Linked DNA regions of Gossypium hirsutum: regions 2 and 3 are each linked to region 1. Evidence: chromatin contacts called from public Hi-C data. All regions are on one chromosome and are shown on one strand. The core of a region is the stretch at or near the end of the contact, and the rest is flanking DNA. Distances in the headings are between cores, read along the strand shown. Region 1 holds the start of LOC107954695. Region 2 holds the start of LOC107954721 (photosystem I reaction center subunit XI, chloroplastic). Region 3 holds the start of LOC107954657 (fimbrin-2).

Evidence for each region. Hi-C and Micro-C count contacts between places; a contact is called where the count stands out from the background.
Region 2: a contact with region 1 is called in a Hi-C map of leaf, with 2.4 times the contacts expected there. The contact joins the promoter of LOC107954721 here to the promoter of LOC107954695 in region 1. A contact is called at or near these places in 3 of 34 Hi-C or Micro-C datasets (all in leaf).
Region 3: a contact with region 1 is called in a Hi-C map of leaf, with 2.1 times the contacts expected there. The contact joins the promoter of LOC107954657 here to the promoter of LOC107954695 in region 1. A contact is called at or near these places in 9 of 34 Hi-C or Micro-C datasets (anther, callus, hypocotyl and 1 more).

The regions. Positions count from the first base shown.
Region 1 is chrD07:33,227,078-33,231,586 of Gossypium_hirsutum_v2.1, reverse strand. LOC107954695 reads left to right here and starts at 3,119. Exons shown (of 2, transcript XM_016890331.2): 1 at 3,119-3,921; 2 at 4,045-4,509. The coding sequence starts at 3,914.
Region 2 is chrD07:33,355,675-33,360,259 of Gossypium_hirsutum_v2.1, reverse strand. It overlaps LOC107954721 (photosystem I reaction center subunit XI, chloroplastic), which reads left to right and starts at 1,440. Exons shown (of 2, transcript XM_041096555.1): 1 at 1,440-2,123; 2 at 2,223-2,856. The coding sequence starts at 1,956. The coding sequence ends at 2,714.
Region 3 is chrD07:33,038,339-33,043,156 of Gossypium_hirsutum_v2.1, reverse strand. LOC107954657 (fimbrin-2) reads right to left here and starts at 3,176. Exons shown (of 14, transcript XM_016890281.2): 1 at 2,953-3,176; 2 at 2,711-2,881; 3 at 2,279-2,520; 4 at 2,008-2,179; 5 at 1,512-1,550; 6 at 1,335-1,403; 7 at 934-1,050; 8 at 362-573. The coding sequence starts at 3,039.

The sequences.
Region 1 (4,509 bases), core at 1,870-4,369:
TAAAAATTTTAATCACCAACTAAATAAAAAGTAATTAAAATAAATTTCCATAACCCATAATTTTTCAACATCTTTATTAAAAAATATATAAATATAAACACAAACCTACTTTTTCTTCTCCCTAAAACTTAAACACAATTTTTTTTACTAACTAAAATATAATCTTAAACATTAAATTTAAATATTATAATATACAAAATATTATTACAAACTAAAAGAAACATATAATTTTAAATAATCATTTCCTCATTTTCATACAAAAAAAATACATTCAAAAATTAATATAAATTCCTTCCAAGCTTTCTCATAACATTTCACAACAAATATCAAGCTAATGAAGTTGTAGGAAGCCATTTCTTACCTTCTTAAAGCTTTTTCACTTTGACTTTAACTTTTCTCACTAAAACTTTATAAACCCTAAACTAAAATTAATTAAAGTGATGGAAGACATGAGCTTAGAATGTTGTTTCCATGGAAAACAGTATCTAAAGGTGGGAGGTGAAACTTTTAAGAGAAAATGGAGAAGAAAACCAAAAAATGGAAAGGTGGAAGAAGAAGAGCCGTGGAGGCTGGTGCTGGCTGGTGAAGGGAGAAATGAGTGCTGATGAAGGTTCTTTTCCTATTAAAAAGGACCATCAAATGGGCCTAAAGTCCAAACCCAATTTATCCAAGTCTAATTTTATTAAATTGTGATCTGATTTTTTAATACAAAATTTCAACTATCTAAAATAATTTTAAATATCAAATATCATATTTAAATGTTATTTTAATTATAGAGGTTTGAAAATTGATCAAATTATCTTTTATGAAAAATTATTATTTTACTCTTTTCATTATTTCTTCTTAAATTTTGGCAATTAGAACAAATTTAATTTTAATACAATTTCATGAGTTGTGAAAATTATTTTCTTAATAAAAATAAAAAATTACAATTTAATCCTTATATTATTAAAAATTTTTAATTTAGTCCCAAAATCTATTTGCAAGGCATATTTCAACTTATCCTTTAGTCAATCAATAAATAATAACTCACTTTTACGGGCAATTTACCAAAAAAAGCCAAATTTTTTTTAAATTTACCGAAATGGGCCCGGTATTTTATTATTTACTGAAATGGGCCCCTTTTTCCTAAATCGCATCCACGTCAACGCGATGTCAGGGGATGTATCAGCAAAGCGCGGCCACGTCAACGCTTTGATGACATGGCAACAAAGCGTGGCCTTGAGAGCGCGCTTTGTTGCCACGTCAGCAAAGCTCTCTTACGTGGCCGCGATTTGATGACGTGGCGCGTCCCTGGGGACGCGATTTAGACCGCACGTGAACAGTGCAATGGTCAAAAATTTGACCGTTTCCCCCCTAACGGTAAAAAAAAAACCTATAAATTCCCCCACCCCTTTTTTTTCACAAACAAATTCTCTCTCAAATTTCCTCTCAATTTCCTCTCAATTTCCTTCCAAATTTCTCTCAAATTCATATTTAATCTCAATTAGCTCTCAATTTCCTTTTAAATTTCTCTTAAATCCCTATTTTAAAATAATTTTAAAAAATTTTGATTTTTTTAAATAAAAAAATTACTCTTAAATCCCTAATTTTTAAACCGAAAAAATTTGTACGATTTCAGTAATGGACGGAGGATTGACTCGTCTTGATAAGCACCACATATCCGTGGAACAAATGAAGATGGTAAGTGTTAAATTTAATTTTTAAATATTATTTAAGATTTTTTTATTTATGCATTTTTAGATAATTATTAATTTATTATTTGTTATAAAAGTCTGTAGATCGGGTATTGGAATACAATATCCGAAATATGCATGCTCCTCCATCACCGTTAGTAGAGAACTACCTGCGAGAAGCAGATTTTTGGCACGTGGCGATGGTAGGCCGGGGATGTAAGGTGGACCCGAAACTAATCAGTGCGTTGATCGAGAGGTGGAGACCCGAGACACACACATTCCATCTTCCATGTGGAGACTGCACTGTCACTTTGGAAGACGTCAGCTTGCAATTGGGATTGTCGGTGGATAGGTACCCAGTCACGGGGTCTGCCCAATCTAGCGATTTGCCAGCGGTGTGCTACGAGCTTCTAGGCGCTATTCCGAAGAAAATGGATGGAGGTAAGATTGAGATGGGCTAGTTGCGAGACACATTCTCGAATCCAGATGAAGATTCAACTGAAATAGAAAGAATCCGATATGCTCGGGCATACATTCTTCAGTTAATTGGAGGTTATCTGGTGCCGAACTTGTCACGGAGCCGCGTACATCTAAGATGGCTGCTGAAACTCGTTGATTTTAGAGCAGTCGGTGAATTGAGTTGGGGGTCTGCCGTCTTGGCCACATTATATCGGGAGATGTCCGGGGCGACGCGACCGAGGAGAGCAAAAATCGGAGGTTCCTGTCACTACTGCAGTCATGGGCACGGTTTCGCAAATTCTTCACATATAGCATCCAGGAGTGCAAGATTTCACAAATTTTTTGCATATAGCATCCTGCTTGAAGCGTTTTTTATACTATTTGCTCAGAAACGTCAACTGGAAATTATTTTTCCAGAACCTATGTAGCAAAAGCGCGTACACGTAGGCGCGACTGCAAAAATCCTTCTGATAAATCATCTTGCTTTGATTTTATCTTAAAAACCCATAAACACGAAACGTAATCCAATTTTGAATAAATTTTAATTAACTTAATTACGAAACCCTAAACCCTAAAATTTAATAAATTTTAATTACAAAACGTAATTTAATTTTAATTAATTAATTAATTTCTCTCTAAAACCCTAAAAATCTGAAAAACCCTAAAAATCCTAATGTGGGAAACACGGCGAAATCGCGTCCCCAAGTGCGCGCGACGTGGCAGCAAATCGCGTCCACGTCAGCGCGCTTTGATGACGTGGACACAAATCGCGCTTTCAAGGACGCACTTTGTTGCCACGTCAGCATAGCGCGCTGACATGGACGCGATTTGCTGACATATCCCCTGACTTCGCGCTTACGTGGACGCGATTTAGGGGAAAAGGGCCCATTCCAATAAATAAAAAAATACCGGGCTTATTTCGGTTAATTTAAAAAAAAATTGGCTTTTTTAGTATTTTGCCCCATCTTTACAGCTGCTTTCACGTATTCATTTTCAAATATAAAATTTATTGCATAAATTTTTTTTATCTGATTTGTTCCATACCTTGTTCTTAAAATTTTCTCGATATTCAAACTCAGAATTATGTCACATATTATATCAAAATTTTCGGAGTGCCACAATCAGCGTCACCACCATGGACATTGTTGGGAGTCACCGACTTAAGGAGATCCGAAGCCTTTGGGATACGGTGCTCTACCAAACGTAGGAACCTTGACGAAGCGGAAGAAATCGAGAGGCCAGGAGCCCCGTCTAGAGAAAAGGAGATAAGCTATCTCCAAGAGAGACTTGGAAAAATCATGTGGTGGTACACCACCACCATTCTAGTAGCCAAAAGCTTGAGGAGGAGAGGGGAGATCTCGAAGTTTTTTTTCCGAAAGACAAAGAAGGCAAAAGGAAAAAAGACTTACCAAATCAAGAGAGAGGCGAGAGGAAAGATAGAAAGGGCAGTTGAAAATACACACTAAGGTCGTATGTGTTCAACACCTAAAGAAGAAAGCATTAGTTGGATGGTTCAATGTTATTCCACTTTATATTCATGTCCTAACCTATGTATCTTGAGAGACATTGATTTTTTGTTTTATTTTTATAAATGATTTAGCCATTGTTTAAAACTTACTTTATCAATTCTCTTCATCGACTATCAGGAAGTCCAACAAATTAGAAAAATTTAAAAAAAATCTAAAAGATTAAAAGGAAAGCGCTGCCTTACTTCTCCTTTTCCAGGAAACATAAACCCTTCAAGCAGCAACAAGATCCCGATTTTCAAAGACTCAATAATGGATGAGTAAAGTCCTTTTCCTTTTCCTCCCTTAATTTCATTTTCATTGAAATTGTTTTCTCTTTTTTTTTTCTTTTTTTTTTGCTTTCAAAATCTCACTTTCACACTGTAAATTCATCTGTTTCTCAGATCTGAGCAGGACCCAAGAAGACTGACTTCCACATCGTCTTCTTCTTCATCCACAACAAGAGTTCACGTCACGGCCTTGGACGGCCTGGTAAACGTCAACTCCCTCTTCACCATCGCCGTCTTCGTGGGCCTTTCTTTAACCACGCCAGGCCAACATAGCCTCGAGAATCGAGCCCCCTGCGACGCCGGCATCGACTTTGCGAAAAAGCTCTTGGTTTTCGAGGTAGTCTCCTTCAGTTTCTTCCTATTCTCGTCCCTGGTAGCTCAGGGTTTGAAGCTTGCCATCAACTTGTTGAACAGCAAAGACGTGGACGAAGCTATCAGGGCCCACATTAACCTTAAAGTTCTGAGGTTGGGGATGATGGGGTCGGCGGTGGGGTCGGTTATGGGGTGCTTGTTTTTGATGCTTTCGATGGTGAATGTGATCGAGATCCGATTGGGGATGTTGTCTTGTGGGAGTAAGTC
Region 2 (4,585 bases), core at 191-2,690, 130 kb before region 1:
GATACTTAACTTCCTTTTTTTATTGGGTTCATAACTATAGATACACCACTATATTGTCTTCAAACATCTTATGAAGCCAGGCTTTGATACTAATTGAAACCAAAGTTAATCTACATATATGAAAACTTTAACTATGTTCAAGACTCATTGCAGTATGAAATAGAACGGAAGTTGTGAACTTGTAAAAGAAAAAAGTAAGAGGAATAAGAAACAACGAAACCAAGTTTTTTTAACACAGCTCAGATACAATTGTCCTATGTCTACAAATCTTTGCTTAGGATATACTCTTATTCAATCAACCAAATCAATCAAGCGAAACAATATGCCTCTATTGGCTAAAGCCTATAACCCCTTTGCAAGCCAAGTTCATACAGCCCCAATAGAGAACAATACCGCAATCAACATTCACCAAAGATAACTCTCAACTCCACTCAAGAGAATTCATCAACAAATAAACAAGAATATAAAATGCTCAACAGAATAAAAATAAACAAAGCTAGTGTATATTTCCATCTCTCTGAGTCATGTAGCTCCAAGGGAATGAGACACATATTTAATGTGTCGATTAACAACTTGTTATCACAAGATAAACTTCAATAAAATGGTAGATAAATCCCTTGAATAATCCTTTGCATAAATTAGATAAAATCCTTTGATTAATCCTTCAACAACTAAAAAAATAAGGATAAGGCTTCAATCCTTATCCAGTAGAACTCATAATTTCATCAATATAATCGATTAAAGAGCTAAAGAGTCCTAGTAAAAAAATTACTCTTGTTTTTTCAAACATGACATCCCTTTGTAGGCCAAGAATGTCAAGCATCCATGAGGCCGAAACAACCCACGACCCAAGCAGAAATTGTTCTTATTCAAACAAAACATGGAACAAGCAAGCATAAAACTCCAACAATTTTTTTAGAGTTTTGATGAAAGGAAATTAAATGAAAATTTTGAAGAAATTTTTGGGTTTTTTTATATAAATTTTATAGAGTTTTTGTTGAAAAGGAATTAATTTTAGGGATTTAAAAAAATATTTGAAAAAGGACAAAAATAAAATAGACTTATTTCTTAAATACCCCAAATTTTTTTGGTCAAAAGTCAACATAATGACATGTGCTGCTTTTTGAATCGACAACATGTCATGCCATTAGCAAATCTGACATTGTTAGGGATAGGTATCGGAATAGTTAACAAAATTAAAGTATAAGTACCAAATTAGACATTTTAAAACCGTAAATACCACATCAAAATAAAGTACAAGGACTATTCTTGTTATTATCCCTAAAAATTTATTAAAAAACTAAACTTGTTAAAAAAACAAATTCTATTACAATAAAAATTTAGTAGAATCTATTTTTAAATAATATTACATTGGGTGAACCAAATACTTATTCCAACTAGAACTGAATATAATAATGTAACATACTTTTAGTAGTTTTGCGTTGTAGTAATTCTTTACAAACATAATCTTATATATTTTTTAAACAAATGTCTTCTATGAGTAAATAATTTTTACAAACCAAACATTAAAATAACTTTTTAGCTAATTAAATTCGGAAGTTTTATGGTATTAATCAGGGTAAAGTAAAATAAATATAACACAAATTTTATGTAAAGAAATTAAGTATATAATCCGTTAGAAAAGTGTGTTCCTAGGTTTTACGATCTCAATCTATATTATGAAGATGTGATATCAGCTTAAATAAAATAAATAAAATAGAACTAATGTAATCCGTCAGCAACATTTGGAGTATTGGATAAGGGATAAGATTCCACGGATTGATGCATCCAATCACAAATCTGCAAAATTAACACCTCATCCACCTCAACCACACATTCTTGCATCCAATAATCGGAAAATCTCTTTCTCTCACTCTATTTTGGCTTCGTATTATTTGCACATATTTCTATTTCCCACTCTCTTTTTTGCTCTCAGTTAACAACAAAATCCGTAAATGGCTACCACTGCTTCTCCAATGGCGACTCAGCTGAAGAGCAGCTTTACGTCGTCTGTTACAAGAGGACTGGTAGTCCCCAGGGGCATTTCGGGATCCCCGTTCAAAGTATCTTCCGGAAAGACCAGGACCCCTTGCTTCACTGTCAAAGCTGTTCAATCCGACAAGGTAAGCTAGCTATGTCTGTCTGGTCACTGTTAGCTTAGCTAGGCTCGTCACTTCACTAAGTTTTTTTTATCATCCCCCCCCCTCCCTCTCCTTTTGCAGTCAACATTTCAAGTAATCCAACCCATCAACGGCGACCCCTTCATTGGAAGCCTGGAGACTCCAATCACCTCAAGCCCCTTAATTGCATGGTACCTTTCCAACCTCCCAGCCTATAGGACGGCAGTGAACCCACTTCTGAGGGGAATCGAAGTGGGTCTGGCTCACGGCTTCCTCCTGGTGGGTCCATTCGTTAAGGCCGGCCCTCTAAGGAACACTGCGGTGGCGGGTCAAGCTGGGTCCTTAGCCGCTGCCGGTCTGGTTGTGATCCTCAGCATTTGCTTGACGATGTATGGCGTTGCATCGTTCAAAGAAGGTGAGCCATCGATAGCACCGAGCCTAACCCTGACTGGGAGGAAGAAAGAGCCAGACCAGTTGCAAACGGCGGATGGATGGGCTAAGTTCACTGGAGGGTTCTTCTTTGGTGGAATCTCTGGTGTCACTTGGGCTTACTTCCTCCTGTATGTCCTCGACCTTCCTTACTACTTTAAGTAGAGCATCATTTGATCTATGTTTTACTTGGTCCCTTTTTTAATGTAAATCTTTGTATCCAGGACGATCCTTTGGGAACGAATATCAATTATATCAAGTGATTGTCACTCTAATTTTAAGTTATTTATTGAAAGAGATATTGCATTGCATGAACACGTTTTTCTTTCACTCGCTTTACCACAATCAATAGCCAAATTGCCGCATTAGGCGTTTTGAGCTTCAATAGTTATTAAAAGCGGCTCAAATCAGATCAATTATTACTGTGCTCGTTCGAGGAAGAAAAAAGAATGATTAATTAATAACTCAGTCTAATATTTTTTAATGTGGTTTTTATATTATATTTTTGGTCTAATATGATATTTATATTTGACAAAAGTAATATATTTTGATACTTAAAAGGTAACCATGTCAACTTTAAATGTTTAATTTGAGTCTTAAAGTTGCTAATGAAAGTTAATTGTGTTTTGTTAATAAAATAAATTTAATGTTTGAATTTTTCATGGTTTTGTTAATAAAATAAATTTAATGTTAATTGTAAATTTTTTAAGTTTTACATTTAATTTGTCAAACACAAATAAATAGATATGATTTAATTGGAGCTTTAGGATTGAATTAATGAAAGTTAATTGTTAAATTATTATCTAATTATGAAATTTCATCAAATCACCTCTAAATTTTAAATTAAACATAAAAAGTTAACACTGAGTTGAGCAAAAAAATGTTAACACCGCTAGCTTCAAATACAAAGAGGTATAACTTTTGTTAAATACATATATCACATTGGACAAAAAAAATACCACATTGGGAAAAAATGCCAAACTTAGGTACTAAATTATGTATTAAGCCAAAAAATAGTTATAAGCTTCCACCGTTTTCAATGGATTTATTAAAATTTTAGGATTATAATTTTGTAATTAACTATAAATTTTTTTTATTATTATATTTTTTGGATAAATATCAAAGCTATACGTGAACTTTGATTTGGTGCAATTTGATATATGAAATTTTGACTTGATTCAATTTTCACAAATCACTTACAACATTATTGAATTAACATCATTTTACGTTAATATATTGCATATATAAACAATTATATTAATCAAATATAAAAATAAATGTATGTATTCATTTCTTTAAATGTGTATAATTGAATCAAAATCAAAGTTTCATATATACACATGCAACACAATTTAAGCTTCATGTTTATAACCGCACAAAATCAAAGTTAATGTATCAAATTGCACATTGAACCAAAATTCATTTATAAATTTGATATTTATCCCTTATATTTTGGCTATATATTAACTCTTTTAATTTCAAGAATTTTCGTATTTACATTTTTTTGATTATGGTCATATGTTTCGATGACCCTTATGCCTCATTCAGTACCTAAGGGCAATAAAAGACTCAATTTGCACATTTTATTAACTTAATGAAAACTTACAAAAACATAATTAATCCTAATGAAAATACTTATTTACAAGCTCCTAAAGTGCGGAAATTAGTTTAATCTGCTTTTTGGCTATAGATTCTACAGCTTAAACCCGCCATTGAAATCGACCTTTAGCTATGGATTTACTGTAGTACCTACAGATGGAATTTACCATTCGACTGTGAATACACAACAATTTGTAGATAAGAATTGTCACATGGCTATGCTCTACACTTGTCATTTTTCTTGCAGATATACTACTTGTTCTTCCTCTGTTCATAACAGCCCAACCCATGCAATGCATCAAGGCATATTAAATAATCTAACTTGTGGCAAATTAGTAGAAATTCAGGCTTTTCATTTATTCAGTGTGAATAATAATATAGGCATGTCATTCATACGATCACAAGTATAATATATATACAAAGGCAACATATAATAT
Region 3 (4,818 bases), core at 1,927-4,426, 190 kb after region 1:
ACTTAGAGAAAGAGAAAGACATGTTAAGTACAAATTTAAACATCACTTATGTTGTTGCGGACCATGTATGGCAATGCCATAAACACATCTATAATTGCTGTTAAAAGCTTTAAGGGTTTGAAACTTTATGCTACAAATTATTTTTTAAAAGCTCAAAATTATCAAATTTGTATTAGGAAGTAGAACCAGCCTTGGAAGAATTTAATAAATCTTTCTAATGCTGCCAAATTTCCCATATCATATGCATAAAGGGTGATAAAAATTAACATGGAATTGTAAACATTAGAACTACAAAAAGGGTATTCACTTTATATTCAAGTTAGATATGATCTCTGGAAAAAGGGGTGCTCTTAAGTCTCACCTGTGCTGGAAAATATGTGCAACAAAAGCAAGATTAAGATTGGGGGAACCATCCACAATATCTTTTGCAGTTAAGTATCGTTTGCATCCCATCCTATCTGCAAGATCAAGAACCAACTTTGCTCTCTGTAATGGATCTTTGACAGCCAATGTAGAGGGATTACTATGCTCAGGTGCAAGAACATTTAAAAGGTGTGCATAAGCCTCTGCATCCTGCAGGTTGAATATCATATGATCAAAGATGGACAAAAAAGGGTCTCCATATATTATTCCAGCTTGCAACTAGAACCAAGTCCTGGTTTCATTTACTATTAGCATAGACAAATTAAGGAAGCAAAAGCATTATATATGGTTAGGTCCCATTTAGTTTGAGACTAGATCTTTTATGGTGGTTTTAAGAAGTTTGAATGTAAATTAGATTCTAGCTAATGATGTAATTAGGAAAAGACAGAAGAGGTTGAACAAGCATCTACCTATATAAGGATGGATTGCAATATATGAGGATATTGCATAAGCATAAGGGAAAAATAATTGTTGGGAAATTTGAAAAGCTAAAACAAATTTCTATCTTACCTTTACATCAGTAGAGAAATTTGTAACTATTTTCTTGTATGAAGATTTCTTCAGTTGATAATTCATCCACCTCAGCAAGATCTTCTCTGGTGGTAAACTCATCAATTCTTCCACATCCTGTTGGTTTAAGAACAAGCAAATATATTCGGAAGAAGTCTATCAAAAACTAGAAAAAGCATCGAAGTTCTGGCTTATTTGTTTAAAGTTTGAAAAGGGGAGGTGTAAAAATGAAATACAAATTCAAGACACAGTGGGCATATTTAAGGAGAGACCACGGTTATCACATATAGTATTTAACAAGTTAGAGATTTCATTTTCCTCCAAGTAGTACTTTTCCTTAAAATGTTCCACAAAACAAGTATAGTCAAATGAACTGATATTCTTGTGAAACAATATATTACCTTACTATCATCAACAAGCTCCACCAACTGAGGTGTTTTCTTCAAGTTGAGGTCTGCCAACAGTTGTATCTAAAACAGCATAGTTTTTTAGCAAGACTGGCCTATGCCATTGTAAGTATCAAGGTTGCAAAGTTTTAATTGCTTTGGATTAGACAATAATTTGAGAGATCAAGTTACCTTTATAATTTGAGAAATCAATCCAAGCACAAGATGTCTCTGTAAAAGGAACCCGAGATGATATCATTCTCGCTAATCATTTTCAAAGTATATACTTTAAATAATTTCAGTAAGAGGTGATCAAACAAAACATGTTCTGGAAAGTAAAGTTTCAGAGTGGAACAGGAATGAAGCAAGAATAAGAAAGGGTTTCGATTTTGGTTTAGCATTAATAAACAGATAAATGGTCTACCTAGTCCAGGCCAAATATGAGAAGCAATGATCTTCCCAACACCAATCATTGTATTGAAAAATAGTTAAGAAGTGAAAAGAATAGCATTAAAGATTGTCACATTGGCCACAGCTCTGGGAATAACAAAAACAACAAAAGCAATGAAGCATGCTTTAAAAATAATGCTTTTATCCAACATGTCTTTCTTAAACTCAAGTGAAAATCCAACCATCAAATAAACTAGTTCAGCAATGCAACAGACCAACAGTATAAGTATACGCATACCCTTCCTTCAATGAAATCTTGTGTTCCTATATTGACTACAGTGCAGCCAATAGCCTTGGCAGAGTTGAGACATAGTGTATGGTTTTCATTTCTTTCCCATGGATTGAGCAGTCTCTTAGTATTAATAGCCCTTTCATCAATGGTACCCGGAACTGCTACATTTATCAGTTTGCTGCATTTATTTTGTATAAAAGCTTCAAAAAAAATCTTCTCCCGCTGGCATAAAAACAACAAATCTAATAGTTTTAAAAAGGTAGAAAGAAGGATTTACCAAAGAAGAACTCCATCTTTAACAATCTCAAATAGATCATTTGAGGACGGATCGATGGGTAAGTATTTGTTTAAGAACCCATCTTGAGCGAGATAATTATTGATATGGGCAACGTAGGATGCCTTTTCGGATTCGCTTATGGTGTGAAGCAGAGTAGTTGTAGCTGCCTTGAGGAATGCTGATGAGTTCTTTGCTGGATTTCCTGTTCTAGAGCTTGCATGTGCATGAAGTTTCAGATGAACCTATCCACACAAAACACAGTGATTGATAATCCACTTTCCAGGAAATTTTGAAAAAAAAAAGGTTTTCTGAAAAGTTACTTCTGAAACAACAATCCAAATTCAAATTTTCATAAACTTGAACTTTAAGAAAAAAAAAATATATTAACGATAAAAAAAAGGGATTGGAACACCAAAAACAACAACAACAAACCTTCAAAAAGGACTCGAAATCGACCTCATCGTTGAAGTTAGGATACAAAGCAGCGATAAAATCTGTAGTTTCTTGGTCACTCAGATTCTCTCCCACAGCTTTCAATCTGGACATTCTGGATGCTAAGTCTCCCAGCGTTAGTTTCCCGCTCTCTCTTCGCATACTAGTAAACTACCAAAAAACAAAGTGTTAGTAACTGCGATCAAAAAAGAAGGAGAAAAATGAAAGAATCGTTGAGTTACATGAGATTTTAAGCTACGAAGTTCGACTTGAGTGAACTGGTTTTGCAGGCATGCATCTGAGACCAAAATGCCTACGTAACCAGACATCTTTGTTTTTATTTAGATCAGAATCTAATGACAAATTTTTATGTTTGGCCTGAGTTTGTGAAGAAGGAGAAGAGAAGTGGGAGTTGTAGCTGGTATTGGCAAGAGCAACACTGCTTCTGACAATTCATATTATGACCATTCTGTCCCCTTTTTTATTTTCTTTTAGGATAAAGTATGTCTATAGTACTTGTACTTTTTAAAAATTAGGAATTTACTCCTTGTACTTGTATTTCTAGAAATTTAGTTCCTCTACCATTTAGATTTCAAAATTCATATACAACTATTATCACTCTCTGTTTTCTTATATAAAAAAAGAATCACTCACTTGTTACCCATGTAAGTAAAAAAAATGTTGTAATTAACCTGAATTTAACCAAAAAAAAAAGAGTTAACAGTATTAACAGTTAGATGAATTTTGAAAATCTAAAAAATAAAGAGATTAAATTCGTGAAAATACAAGAACTGGGACTAAATTTCTAATTTTTAAAAAGTACAGAAACTATATGCATATTTTAACCGTTCTTTTATTTATTCAAATGAATAGTAACTGTGGGCCTTTGCCCTTCGAACCACTCGGAGTTGGAAGGATGGATATTGGGTCCATTACGCCTTCCCTTTTCTGTTTTTAGAATTCAAATTGAATGTCTATTTCGCCCACCATCTCTAACTGTTGGTTCATATTTTAAATAACAGGTAATTCGTGTCTCCATTGTTAGGGGATTTAAGAAAAATGTCTAAGCCAGTTTAAATTTTAAAACCTTGCCGAGTGTGATTTTTACTAAGGTCACATAATTCGTGAGGGCGGTTTATAGTGTACGGAGTGCAAAGAGATATTAAATTAAGGTTCATCCATACTATGGACTGTGAGGAAAGCCATTAAGATTAGTAATTTGAGAAGGTTAAGGCGGCACATGGATAAAGTTCTAGTATCTAGTTTCTTGTTTATCCCATTCATCTTGGAGGAGAGGGAGAGCAATTTGAGTGGGCCTTTATCTCATGATTACTTTCTTGTAGAGTTTAATCTCATGGTTCATATAAGGTGTGAGTCGAATGTGACTTTCTTGAGGTTGGCAAGCCTAGAAGTTGAGATCATTAAATGAGATTGAACATGATGTAATGGTTATCCTAGAGGACATTATGGCTATACCTCTCCCATATCTGTAATGGTGTGAGCTTCATTCCTAAGGTGTTAAGAGATATTTTAATATAAGGATATGATATTTGTCCCCTTAGTTAAAAAGAAATTTATAAAGTGAGTTTCTATGAGACTATCAGTAGGGGAATAAGGTGGCATCTCTTTAGTGAAGACAGAGGCTATTGTTGTTCGAGATATTAATGTTAGGGTTCCATGATTACTTGTACAGTACTTTCAAGTTTTCAAAACTACACTTTTAATAAGCATAGTTGCTTGCTTTGACGTGGTGTCGTTTAACTAACCAATAATTACACAGCTTCTAAAAGTTTCCTATTGTTATATCCCTACCTTAATTTGGACTCGGTTGAACCCTCTATTGGTATTGTTACCTTGGCTTCACATTCAATGTGGACTAAAGGAATGTTCTCTTTGAGAACCTTGGTTGTGTGGGTTGGAGCACTCTTAGTGTTATATCTTGGTTGTGTAGGTTGAAATGCACATTTGTGCAATGATTATATAAATACTTGGTGGAGTTGGATGAAATTCTCGAGTTTTTTAGTCCAGTTTTACTAAGGTTACGAAGGGCCTAATAAGACAAATGAATTCAAGAATGTCTAGTAAGATACAAAAATTGCACATTTGTA